Linked DNA regions of Mus musculus: region 1 is linked to region 2. A link is a contact called in public Hi-C data. All regions are on one chromosome and are shown on one strand. Each heading gives the region's core, a stretch centred on a gene start, on an enhancer-like site or on the middle of the called end of the contact. The rest is flanking DNA. Distances are from core to core; before and after follow the strand shown.

Region 1 (6,984 bases), core at 659-3,158, 600 kb before region 2:
CCTTATGACTACGTTCACTGTGGAATGTCAGCCAACATCTTTTTAAGATTGACAGAATCCAAAAAGCCTGAGAATGTGTTCAACTTCTCAGCACCCACAAACAGTTTGTACAGACACCACTTAAGCCCTGAATAACTGACATACCCATAGATTTACAAATGTGAAGATGTTTCTTCTACTCAAGTAACTCCCCCAAATGTCATGAATTTGAGGGTCTTCCAGCTCACTGTAACTTCTACAAGCTCTGGAACTGCCTTCATTGTGTTCTACAGCAAATGCTTCCTTATTCTTTTATTTATTTAGGCTTGTTAATTACTATTTTTCTAACTCTTTGACATTCAAAAAGAAAACTGTTTTCCTTTCAATTGGCTACTAGTTACCTTACTATCCTAGAGAGACAGAAAGAAGGAAAGGGGGAAGGGAGGGAGAGAGGTAAGTAGGCAGTGAAGCAGGGAGGCATGGTGGGAAAGGGGAGATAGAGAAAAGAAAGTGAAAGAAAGAAAGAAAGAAAGAAAGAAAGAAAGAAAGAAAGAAAGAAAGAAAGGAAGGAAGGAAGGAAGGAAGGAAGGAAGGAAGGAAGGAAGGAAGACAGAAAGAAAAGACAAATTGTAAACCCACCAAACCATTTTTTCAAACAAACCAAGCTGATTTAAAATCTCTCTTTCTCCAGGTATTCTTCTTAGGAGAATCAAGCAGACTTTATGCAAGAGACCTTCTTAACACCATTAAACTAATAGGATTTGCAGGGCACCTATTCTTGCTTCTATGTTCCCAAATACCAACAAGCATTCCCTCTTCCCTTCCTACCCAACAACAACAAGGCTGCTTTCCTTTCTAGATGCTAATTTCTGCAACTGTGTTAGGGTGGTACCTGAACCAAATTTGGGAGAAGGGCAGAGAGGGACAAAATTAAAACATAAAAAGGTGATAGAATCAGAAAAACCAACACCAAGAAACACGTACATCAACTCAACGCACACCATTTATCCAGTCCCTGTGGACTGCTCAAACACTCTGAAAATGCATGCCATCTGAATGTTGGGAGAGGCAACAATACAGACCGGCTCATCAGCTGTTCGCAAAGGAGAGGAACGGTGAGGCTGGGATCAGGCAAAACGAAAATGATGCTGAATCTAAACCCCACCTCGTTGGGGGAACGACATCTTTAATTGCGCCCTAGCCTCCAGACCTGGGTTCCCGCTCTGGCACATTAAGCAGGGCGCACTCGCCCCATCCCCTGGGTTGCCCCTGGAGCGCCGCGTAGCATCTGCACCTCCCTTCTCCCACCTCCTGGTTTATTTTTAACCGCCTTCCATTCATGTCCTTCTGTCACATTCTCAATATTATTTATTCCTCAAATGTCCACAGTTTCTCAACAGCCAAAAGAGTAAGGTGAAGGAAAGATAAGAAAGATCTCATACTTACCATTCCCAGCAAGTGCGAAAAATAAAAATAGACGAAAAAAATCCCCCCCGGTGATTTGTTTCCCCTTTTCCACGCTGCAACAGCTGGAGGAGGGGCAGAATCATTGGGGGTGGGGGCGCAGTACAAAAAAAATCGCTCAGGTTTGGCAGGTGGAGGATCCCAAATATCCACGGAACAAGTTCGGTTGTCTTGGCCAGGGGGCTAGGGGGTATTGCAGAGTCCTCGTTACTGGAGCCCAGAGGTGGAGATTGGGGACGCCCCAAGGTAGACCCCGGAGATTTCTGGTTCCTCTGGAGTTCGGCACAGCAGACATGGGCTGGGAACGGAAGTCAAGGTTCTCCGAAAAAGACTCAAAATCCTAGACAGCAGCGATCACTTGTTAAGCCTGCATTCCTTCTCCAGTATCCATCCCAGTCTTGCTCTCTAGCTGGCTGCAGGAGCAGCACACGCCTCCCCAGGCTGCCAGCGCGCACGGGCGGGGGCGGGGCCTGGCCGGGCCGAGGGTGTGGCCTTTGGGGCTGTCACTAGGGGTGCCTCCCCGCATGGCTGGGCGGGCACAGTCACGACGCTGCGACCCCACCCGTCGGCCCAGCCCCCACGACTGCTTAGCTTCTGGAAACTATCCCAGGAGCACTTGGGTATCACCCCCAAGCGAGGAGCAAATCCCGGAGGCAGATGTGTCCCGTAGGAACTGGAATAGAAGTCCAGGACCGACCACAGCACAGGTGCCACTAGAGACACTGGGAGAGAGGGACTTCGATGAAAGATGCAGTCCAGAAAATGGGGTGGATAGCTTGGGGCAGCTTCCCTTCTTACCCTGATCTTTTATCTCCCCAGACATTGGTCATCTGTTTACCCCTAGAGGTGTGGTAGTAGGGCTCAGGTGCATCTCTGGCCAGACTGCAGGTCCAGAAATCCTCCCCCTCCCCTCCCCGTGAGTACACCCCAACCTTAGTCTCAGCGTTCCTGGAACACTGAGAGTCTGCAGCTTCAGCTGCTGGCCCAGTTGGCACAGAGAAAGATCAACTTTACCCATGTATTAGACCATATGTTAGAGACTGGTCGAATATGAAGTCTGACCCCCGGCGAAGGCTACTGTGTACAGGAGGCTCAAGTCACAACAGGAGGGAGGCTGGAGGGTTATGGACAAACTGTTAAAAATGGCCTAGGCTGGAGCTTTTGAAAGGCTGAGTTGACCCCTCTGTGAAACTGTTGCTGCAAAGATAATTGAAGCTGAACTGGAGAGCCCATGTGGGCCATTGGAGAGGCTTTATATTAGTGCCCCAAACTTTACTGCCATCCACTTGTTTGTTTGTTTGTTTGTTTGTTTGTTTGTTTGTTTAAGTACTCCACATTTCCTATCCTATAAGCAACTAAGTGTGTCTCTAGGAAGGCAACCCCACCCCAGATAAACTTTAGGTGCTTTTTCATTAGTGGTTAGTTTGTGGATGTCTCTGGGACATAGATGTGGTATACAAGAAAGGTTAGCTCAGAGACCGGGCAGGGTGTAGTGGGAGGGGAATCAAGGTGATGGTCAGGTTTGGGTCTTGGGCCATCTCCCTCAGCACACCTTATGGTTTGAATAAGCAGTACGGTACACAGGTCCAGCTACGGGAGCAGATCAGTCCTGGGCTGGTCAGTTGGCACCTGGGTAGCTGTACTCTCCAGCAGCTTTGTTCATGGGCCCTATTGGGCTTCCTTCTTTTGTGATTCCTGATTAATTATTAAGGAAAATATTCCTGAGCTGAATTATAGATATGCCCCTGTGCACTGCACTCACCCTGTCGCTGCTGACGTGGGGAAAGACACCTGGAAGACTGCTTTAGTTGTTTAATTTTTAAAATAATGGGGTGGGGGCTGAAATGTAATTACTGAAGGGGAAACAAGCAAATAAGCTGTAATGTGGGATCTGGTTTTCCTATCTTCTTCCAGTCAGAGCACCTTGAGATTATGGCACAAACAAATTTATCCCAAACACCCTCCACAACCACCCCATCCCTGCCCCACCCCTACCCTGTAGGTGGAGGAACAGAGAAAAGTTCCTACAGGCACCTAGAGAAGCTACTTGTTCCAAGTCGTTCCAAATTGGAGCTCATTCCAGCAAATGGGAGGGACTGACTTCTCCAAAACTGAAAGCAATCATTTTTGATTCCAAAATAAAGGTTAGGTCCTTGTGCAGTCTTACAGGTGCCAGAAAGAGAGGACTGACTTACTGTTAGGCCATCAGAAGGATGTTTTAGAGAATGGTAGAATCAGGGCTGAGGGCATAGGGTATAAGATCTTGGGACCAGTTTCCAAAAGCAATTTGTAAGATCAATCCACAATAGCTATGGAATGCTTCCAGAGAGTTGAAAGATGAGATTGAGTAATGTACTAAAGATAATGGTTGTATCGAAGCTCGGATGTTTTTATTGGATCACATGGAAACTTTGCAAAGTATGCTTATACATGTCACTGGCTATTTATTCTTCTTGTGGTCCAGAAAGTTTTAAACATTTAAATGCCTGAAGTTTTCATAAGCATCTTTCTTTCTTAGGTATCAGGAAGAGAAACTACTAAATAATAGCAACAATTCACCTGAATAGAAGGCACTCTAATGACAATACTCATTCAGAACATGGAACAAGTATTTATTGACTACTTGGTCATGGTATGGACTAGTCATTGAGTGACCATCCCATCACTGACAATGTTCTAAGTTATCTGCATGCATGTTGTCTTGCTTAACCTGCACGACTAAACATTATGTATGATTGGTACTATTCTGTCACTATGATATAAAGAAATTGAGATTCGCATGGGTTATAAAACTTTGACTGAAGTTGTTTAATTTATGATATAGTAGCAGAATTAGCCCTTATATGTGTGGCTTTGCAACATACGGAAAGCTTCTCCTCAGTTTCAGTGATGCCACACAGTCTGTGCCCACGTATCCATGTAAGCAAATACCTGTCACAGATTCACAGATCTCAACCTGTGCTATGATGCAGATATGAAAGTGCCACATCTGAAATACAAAGAACCTTAACAGCATCCAATCCAAAGGAAACAAATAAGGACTTCCAAGGAAAAAAGGAAGTCTGAAGATTCGTGAGAGTGGCTCCTGTGGAAAATAGGTAGGTTCCAGGTGCTAGGGTTAGGAACACTAAGCCTAACCCACTGGAATGGTTAGGTTAAGATCAGACCACCTAAAAATAACATGCCCCACTCTCAGCTCTCTGCCCCCATTCCAGAACAAACATATAAAAACACAAGCATGTACACATATACAGTTATGCACATGCACGTGCAGAGAGAGAGACAGACAGACAGAGAAGCATGCACACACATACTCCATTTTCCCACTTAAGTAATTTTTTTATAAAATAAGAATCATTGCATTTCTCTCTCTCCCTCATACTCTTTGGGTTTGTTTAGAGCCTCACAAACTGAGCTGAGAGATTTTAATTTAATTTAATTTAATTTAACTTTATTTTATTCTACTGTAACCTACAAAATCTCTACCTTGACTAAGTCCTAAAATTCTCATTTTTCTAGAAAACTTATTTTCTTGCCTTTCTTAATCATCACCTAACCAAAACTTTATAAGCCTCCCAACCTCCACACTCACCTATTACCTCGAATAATTTATCCTTGGTTTTGAAGTCTCCCGTTAATGGCACAAATGTTCTAGCTTGCGACATGAAGTCTTTCTTTCTGTAGAATGGAGCAAAACCCAGCAGAATTTCTTTTGCACAAAGCAGGTTGGGAGGCCTGTGGGACTTTACTTAGTCCATTATGAAGGTTTCTGTACTCTTTGGTGAGTGTGTCCTGAATAGCAAATGAATAGCATTGTTTGGCTACCCCTTACTGCCTCTTTAACAAGCCCGTGACACTTTGCTGAAAACAAGTGCTTCCTTCCACCCCAGGCACCCCGCACCCTTCCTCTGGAAACAAAAACTGTACCTGTCCCAGGTTGTGGATCAATAAAGAAAGATTTCCACTGTATGTTGGGAAATAACTAAATGGGGGTCACTACTTTTATATCTTCTAATTCCAAATCCTCAGATCACCAATTTTAAAGTTCTGAAGTGATGTAAAGATGAGAAAGAACCAGAGAACTTATTTCCATGCCGCCCCCTCCAGATTCATAGGCGGAGATCTTCTGAGCAGCCCACTATTCTCAATGCAAGTGAGCCACTCAGCTAGGTGTTACTCATAGTTGGTGTTTCCAATGACTGCTCACTCTCATTTCCCATTCTATTACATCTTATGCATATTCTACTCAGGTCTGGAGATTCAGAAAGGCATATTTATTTCTGACTGCAGTCCATTTAAGTTTCTATAGCAAAGTATCATAAACTTAGTGGCTTACAAATAACAGAATTTATTTCTTAAAATAATGCAGGTTAAGAAACCCAAGAACATGATGCTGACAATATCTGTATTTATGGAGTTCCCATCTCTGGGTTCACAAAAGCTTCTTCTAGATAAAACACCCCCATAGTATGGATAGTGAGGTAGCTTTAAAGACTTCTTTTATAAAGGCACTAATCACATTCTTGAGAAATTTCCTGGGATAATGGTATAATCACCTCCTAATAGCATCCCCTCAGGGGTTAGAATCACAACTTTAGAATCTGGGATGGACACATTCAGCATTCAGACCACAGTAATGAAAGAACCTCAACCCTTGAGAGAAAGAAGGACCACTGAACTGTGACCTTGATTACAGCAGATGCCAAGTAGAATAGAGAGGAAGCTATTACCATTACCTCCTGTTCTGGGAGAAAGCTGCTAGCATAGAGGGAGAGCCAAGAGTCAACCTACTAGTTTAGTAAGGTTCTGAGAGAAGTCATACGGGAGGCAGGGAGAAGAGATGTCTAGTGGAGGTTACAGAGGAATGTTCTTGAAGGGAAGTGGGTCCATGCCAAAGGCTCAGCAGTGAAGAATGATGTGTGAGAGAATAAGCATCAACAGAGGATACAGCATGAAATGTATAATTGGGTTAATTCTCTAAAGTAGTTTTAGATACAGTTTTGATATAGGGAAATTGGTATGGTCTTAGTTATTCATCTATTGTTGTGAAGAGATACCATGACTAAGGTAACTTATAGAAGAGTTTACTGGAGTTTACAGTTACAGAGGGTGAGACGATGACCACCATGGCAGGGAGCATAACAGCAGGCAAGCAGGCATGATGCTGAAGCAGAAGCTGTGAGCATAAATCTGATCCACAAACACAGAGCTGAGAATGGCATGGGATTTTAAATCCTTAAACTCCAGCGTCCAGGGGTAGAGCTCTTCCAACAAGGCCACACCTCCAAGTCATTTCTAATCAGTGCCACCAACTGGCAACCAATTCAAACATTCAAACATTCACGCTTATTCAAACATATAAGCTTCTAGACAGCAGTCTCATCCAAACCACCACCATATTCCATCCTTAAATGAAGGACTATTGGAAAACATTGCATGATGGTATTCCCTACTCTGCTCACAGGGCATACACATAGAGTGATCAAAACCAAGTTAGCAGCTGCATGGTGACTAAGTAGAATGGTTTACAGAAACTCCTAG
Region 2 (6,553 bases), core at 1,048-3,547:
ACTACACACATACACGCGCGCGCGCGCGCGCACACACACACACACACACACACACACACATGCCCTGCTCTGTCAACAGCTCCCGTTGCCTGGTCCTGGCCACAACTCCCTCCTCTTTCCGTAGACGCTGAGTACCCGCTGGGCACCGCCACTGCCGGCGGTGGAGGCAGCACGAAGGACAGTAGACTTTCTCCCCCAGGGTCGGTTAAGCATTTTCCCCCACCTTCCTCTCTCCCAGCGGGACACCGACTGAAGACCGCCGTAGAAAACGGGCTCTGACGTCGCTGCCATCCTCGGTGGGGCATCTTAACCCCAGGTCTGGGACGGAAGCCTCCGAAGCGCACTGGCATCTCCGAGCATACAGACCAGAGCCCGAGTCCGTACCCTAAGCAGCTGCCTCTTTGCTCTGAGTCCCGGAGCTGCCAGGCTCCTCCCGGGAACAGTTGGGAAGGGAAGAGATCCAGCCAGCCATCGGGCTGGAGGAGAATGTGGAGGCCACCGCCTTGCCCCCTCTTTGGAAGTCTTTCCCTTCCAGTTAAAGTTGTGTGTTTTTCCCAGCCTGACCTGTTAGTGTCTTTACCATCACAAATCAATTACACATTTTTCATGACCCGCATTCACTCTTAATTCCGGGTGTGTTGTGGGGTGCGCTATAAATCAACCCCACTGCTTATCTTTCCGTGCTCTTTTCTTGCTGGGGGATTTCAATGCCCTCTCGAACCTCTAGGTTAAAAAAAAAAAAATGCTCCCTTCACCTCCTAGGCCGCAAAAGCCCGAAATTCAAAAGATTTTAAAAGAGAATCTTGCCACATGTAAATGTAAATAGGGTTGGGGGGTAAAGGGGGAGATCCACACAACTACTGCTTAGGTAGAAAAGAAACTGGGCGGCTACGGTTACTTTTCCACGCTGCCGTACCCCGCCTCCCAGCCCTCTCGCTCGGCAGGCAGCAATCGCCGAGACCGGAGAGTAAGGTCCGGGCGCGGGGGCTGGCGGAGAGCTCCGCGCTGGAGCGCTGCGCGCGCGGGCGGCCGGAGCACAAAGCTGCACCGAGCCGTCCGGCCACTGCACCTGGCCCCGGGCCGCCGCGGGCGCACAGGGCTCGGGCCAACACAATGCACCCGGGCCTAGGCCGGGGCAGCTGCGGCGCACGACCCTGGGACTTTCTAGTAAACAGATCTCGGACTCCCGGGCCCCACCCCCATCCCTTGCCCCGGGGCTTTGCCGCAGGCTTTCGCGGACAACCCCCTCCCCCTGCCGCCACCACCTTCCTGAGAAACCCGGCGGAGGAGGGGGCAGGGAGGTGGGGACCCCGAGAGGTCCGTGGCCGAGGGCTGGGGGGAAGGGAGAACAGGGGGCGAGATGGGGAGTGGGAAGAAGGACAGCTACGTAAAGAAATTCGCTCTCGCTTGTTGGGGGCTTCGGGGGAGACAAATCTGCTCTCCCCGGGTCCTCGAGTGTTCAGTCGGCCAACCTCAGGGTCGGCGGGGCCGCCGCGCTCCGCAGCCCCCGCGCCCTCGCACGCGCCTCTGACAAGGCACCTCTCACCCGGGCTCCGCTTTGTGTGTGCATTTTTTTTTCCCCTTCCTCTCGCGCCCGGCACCGGCCGCCTCCTCCCCCCTCCCCCGCCCTCCGCCTCCCTTCCCCGGGCGGATTACCTTTCCCGGGCTGCGCTCCGGGTCCCCGGGATGCCTTCAGCGCCCGGTGTGCGGGCGAGCCATCGCCAAGCAACCCGAGCCGGCTTGGAGCAGCGCTGGGGGCGGCAGGGGCGAGGGGCGCGGGCGGGCCAGAACCTTCGACCCCGGAGGTCCCCGCCGCCGATCCAGGGCCTGGGAGGGCAGCACAGGGGCGCGGTGCGAGCGGGACGCGGGGTCGCTGCGTGGGGAGGTGGAGAGGACCGGAGCAGCCTCGATCTGGGAAGAGAAGGAGCGAGGGGGCGAGGAGAGGCAGCGAGGGCGCGGCGAGCGAAGGGAGCGCGAGCGGTGCAGTGACAGGGACTGCCACTGGGGTCAAAGGAGCACAGCTCCAGGAAGCAGGGCCGCCCAGGCGCCGCTTGCTGTGAGCTCCCCGCTGGGACCCCGCGCCCTGCACGCCCCTGCCGTAGTTCCGGCCCACTCGAACCCCCCACCCACGCCCCGAGGCCGCGGGGTTTCCAGGAGAGGAGGGAGAGCGGAGGGCGAGGCCCGCAGGCTGCTGGTGCTCCCTGGGTCAAGCAGGCGGCAGGAAGCTGAGCTGCAAGTTCACCATCGTGTGTGATCAGCGTTAAAATGATAGGGGTCGGGGAGATGGGGGCGGGCCACTGAGCGCCAGGAAAATAAGGGAGCCCCCCAGATGGTCGTCTTCTGCAAAGAGAACACCAAGCCCCCGCCCCCCACTCATGAACCTGCCAGGCTCTGTCAGAGGTCCTGGCACAGCTCCAAAGCGCAGAACTCGCTGCAGGGGCAGGAGGAGCGACTGGGGCACTAAGATCTCACAAGAGGGGCGACCCCAGGGTCCCTCCACACTGCTGAACTGAGACTTTCCTATGGGGTATCAAGGCTTCCCTCTCCTAAACCCTCTCATAGAGCCAGAGGCACACACACCCCACTTTGGCTCTGTAATGTTGTTCCTGAGAAAGAAAAGGCCAACCCAGCTGGTGTTTTTTCACCTTCAAGAATTAAGACAGGTTCAGGATAAGAAGGTGAAGTCAGGCAAAGGCTTTAATTGTTTCCGCACCCACACCCCCGCGCCCCTTTGAATCACATTCTCCCTTTCCCAAAGACACGCTCTTCAAATAAATAAATAAATAAATAAATCGAAGTTACTCCAATTTTCTCTGCTACTTTGGAAACCTGGCGGGGAAGGGGAGCGGAACACTAGGATTTGTATGCAAAAGGAGGGCGGGGTAAGGATAGGAAAAGCCGCTGAAATGGTGGGACAGACGGCTTTTTAGAAAACTTGGTTGGCACGGCTGTCTGAAAGATGAGGTGGCCCTGTGATGTTATGCCACTGTCAGAGCCGAAGGATTTGGACGGCGACCAGATCTAATTCCTTTCTAGGAGTCAGATTCAAAAAAAAAAAAAAAAAAAAAAAAAAAAAAAGAAGAAGAAGAAGAAAGAAGAAAAGAAAAGAAAATCTGCATTCTCCGAAGGGAACACCAATGTATGTGCACGAGAGTGAAACCTGTGCTTTGTATACTACATGACAACTGACTAGACGTCCTGGCTGAAATTATATCCCCTAAAATTAAAAAGGAGCCGTTTCAACCTGGCCTGTAGCCTCTGTGCTGAGACTAATTGGTTTCCAAGGTCTGGAAAGGAAGGGAGAGAGGCAGAAGGAGCCCCTTATTTAAAGAAAAAAAAAAAAAAGATCAAACGGAATTCGCTTGAAAATATTTCCCTTTTACAATGGACTTTCCTGACACTTGAATTTTAAGTAGTCCATCTCTTCTGCTCAGGATGCAGAAATGAAGGGGAAATGGGCTTACTGATGTACTTTCATTGTATAGTGTGCCCAGAGTGTCAGTGCTTGCCTGATGGGCTGAGGGGAAAGGACAGTGCCTTCTCTGGCCAAGCACAAATCACAGCAAGTGACACTGACATTAAAGGATGCCAAAGATGAGGTGAAGGGGCAGTTTCATATTTTGCTGTCTTTTGGTTTTCAGCCCAACCATGAACACTGACTAGAAACTTGTTCTTTTAAGTTATTAGATTTTGTCTCCCAGAAGAGTTAGCAATACACTCCTCTTTTGTAAACAGTTTGAATTTTAAGACTAATTAGACTGATTTGATCAGTCTAATATCACTGTGCACTAACCCCCCCCCCCCACACACACACACACTGAATCGTTACTTGAAACAGTCATACTAATTTAATATGGTTTGAGATCTAAATATGGGCACACTGACTATAAATAACAATGTGCTCTGTTTTACAGGCACATTTTAAAGGATATTTAATGTGATTAAAAATCAAGTGTGTGGTTCTTTACAAAGTTGGTGGGAATTTGTATCATTTTTTGAGTAGGAGAAACTGAGGAAAATAATATTTAAAACAAAATTTCAATATAAGAAGAAAACCAAACTTACTGGGTCCCTGCTTATAAATAATTAATTATCCAGCAATGACCAACTTGTACCTGGGTTGATAAGTTTTATTTCCATTAGGCTGTTAAAGCCAAACTTGTTCAAACAAAACCAAAAAAAAACTGGAGAAATGTAAATGAATTTAAGCAGTAAGTCAGGAACAAGAGGAAGTCACTTTTCAAATAATTTTCAGTAAGTGGATTTGAACTCCCAAATTGAGATATTATCCACAAGTAGAGGTACATACTCTAAAAGCTTACTTTCAAAATGATCGGATGCAGACCACATGCATTTCCTGATACTCACTGTAAATCCCTGCAAATATCTCCTCAGAATACATTTAGGGAAGAAAATGAGGGAGACTGGCAGAAGTTTAGATAGAAGCTTAGAAGCAAATGACGCTTCCCCTAAATGTTCAGTGCTTTGTTGGAATTCACGCTCAGCCTCCTGTAAGAGAGACTCCTGGAACAGAGCACACTAAAGCCAAGGTTAGTCCTACAACTCTTTAAAGGAATACAATCATTAACTCTCTTTGGATAATGAAATTATGTGAATCTCATGAAAAAAAAAAAACCACACAGCTATGTATGTTCCTTTTGTCTTCAACCTGTTCAAGTTTTTTATAATTATTTTCCATCAAAATTTGAGGTATCACTAGAAATGAGAGTGGCTAGTAGCACTACCACTAAGATATGATAAAAAATACTCAACAACAAACTACTTTTTAAACTCCTGAATCCTGATGGTCCTCACTTTTAAAAATAGTTTTGTGTGTATTTATTGTACCTCCTGCTCAAGGTTGTCCATCTATGCCTTATATTCCTCTCTATCCCTCACACAAATGTACAGTGCACACATAAGACACTTGGACATGGTTGTTAAATGACCACATGAATCAACAGATGAAAAAGCAAAGGACGGAGCGCATCAGTGAGAAAGTCAAATGAACAATGAAGAAAAATCCATGCCAGGTCTGCAAGAAAGGAAGTGACGTCATAAGGCTGGTGTTGGGTAAATCAGAACTTTCCATGTAGGTAAAATAGTTCAGCTTAAAGGCATTTTTGTTCGTGTTTCTAGAAATTTAAGACTTTTTCACAAAATTATTTTCTCAGTGTTCAACCAGAAACTGAACACTGACTATACTGTGTCTGGCCCATTTGAAGGTTTTTCTCTTTGAATACAGTAATACTGCAAGAGAAAAGAAAGCTGAGTAAATTGGCACCTAAATATTTGCAAAGACAGTTTGTCAAGATATGGTCTCAAAGGGACCCATGTGATTAATCTGATCCTTGGATATGTCTTTTTTGTGATACCTTCAAAATAAATGCAAGAATAATTTGGGGGTTCATTTTATTTAAAACTTCTTTTTGATTTACAAGGTATGTGACTCAGAACGATTTGCGACATTCTAGAATAGATGAAATTTTACTTCTTGAAAAGTTGTGTAATCAGTATACTGGAAAAGGTAAATTTGATTTAGCTTTGCTAGTAGCAGAAATAATGGCAAGCAAGGAAGATGTGAAAATCTTAGAAATTTACAAAATATTAATTCTTACAATTTTAGTAAGCGATGTCTAGCATGTATCAGACATATTATATGTACTATTACAAATAGTGGATATATTTATTATGAATATAATTTAATAATATTATAATGAGCTTTTATGAGCATATAATGAGCTAGACAAATTTATTTTGTGGTGCTAAGGATTGAACCTACAGCCTTACACATATGAGCTACAAACCAGCTGTATTTAAACACTACACTAGGGGAAATTTTAAAAATGCTGAGCATGGGTTAATGTATTTTCAGTTTTAATATCCATTCTAACAGGTTTGCATGAGTTTTGCTATCAGTTTTTACATACTATACTAAGCCTTTTGACACCATGTTCCCAGGTCTGAAAACGTTGTAGAATTTGGAGCTACTTGGGAAAAGCATACATTCTCACAGAAGCAGAGCTACAATATTCTTAAAAGATGAATAATGTGAAAAAGCCATGTAATCTGAAAACAGTACCCATGTGTTTTTTTTTCAAATGGATAATTCAATTTAACAAGGTAGCATAATTTTCCTTCTCAAAAAAAATAAATAAATAAAATGGGTAGATACAACTTCTAAAACTGAGTTCAGAGAACAGCAGAAACTAAAAATTTCCCCACTAGCATAATAATTCAATTACACAACTGCTACATTTTTTAAATCTTTATTACATTTATTTATCTAGTATGTATGTGAGTGTGTAATGCCATGACACATATGTGATCAGGGGATAACTTGCTGGGACCAGAGGATTGATCCAGGTGGTTAGGTTTGGTGACAAGCATCTTTCTCCACCAAGCTATTGTGTTGGACTATCAACTCATAGTTTGGAGGCCTTGCTCTGGGCCCAGTACAGTTCTTTTTCTAAATGTTTTAGTGATTTATTTATACAGCCTATGAATGCATATGGATGTTTTGTCTGCATGTCTGTCTGTAGGTCTCCTGCAT

What was found. Hi-C and Micro-C count contacts between places; a contact is called where the count stands out from the background.
Region 1: a Hi-C map of cortical neurons shows a contact between it and region 2, with 4 times the contacts expected there. The contact joins the promoter of Kcna4 here to the promoter of Mpped2 in region 2. A contact is called at or near these places in 1 of 484 Hi-C or Micro-C datasets (cortical neurons), 1 of 115 datasets of contacts at active chromatin or transcription factors (cardiomyocytes) and 1 of 9 other capture datasets (liver).

Annotation. Positions count from the first base shown.
Region 1 is chr2:107,285,513-107,292,496 of GRCm38.p6, reverse strand. It overlaps Kcna4 (potassium voltage-gated channel, shaker-related subfamily, member 4), which reads right to left and starts at 1,908. Exons shown (of 2, transcript NM_021275.4): 1 at 1,426-1,908.
Region 2 is chr2:106,688,925-106,695,477 of GRCm38.p6, reverse strand. It overlaps Mpped2 (metallophosphoesterase domain containing 2), which reads right to left and starts at 2,297. Exons shown (of 7, transcript NM_001143683.2): 1 at 1,657-2,297.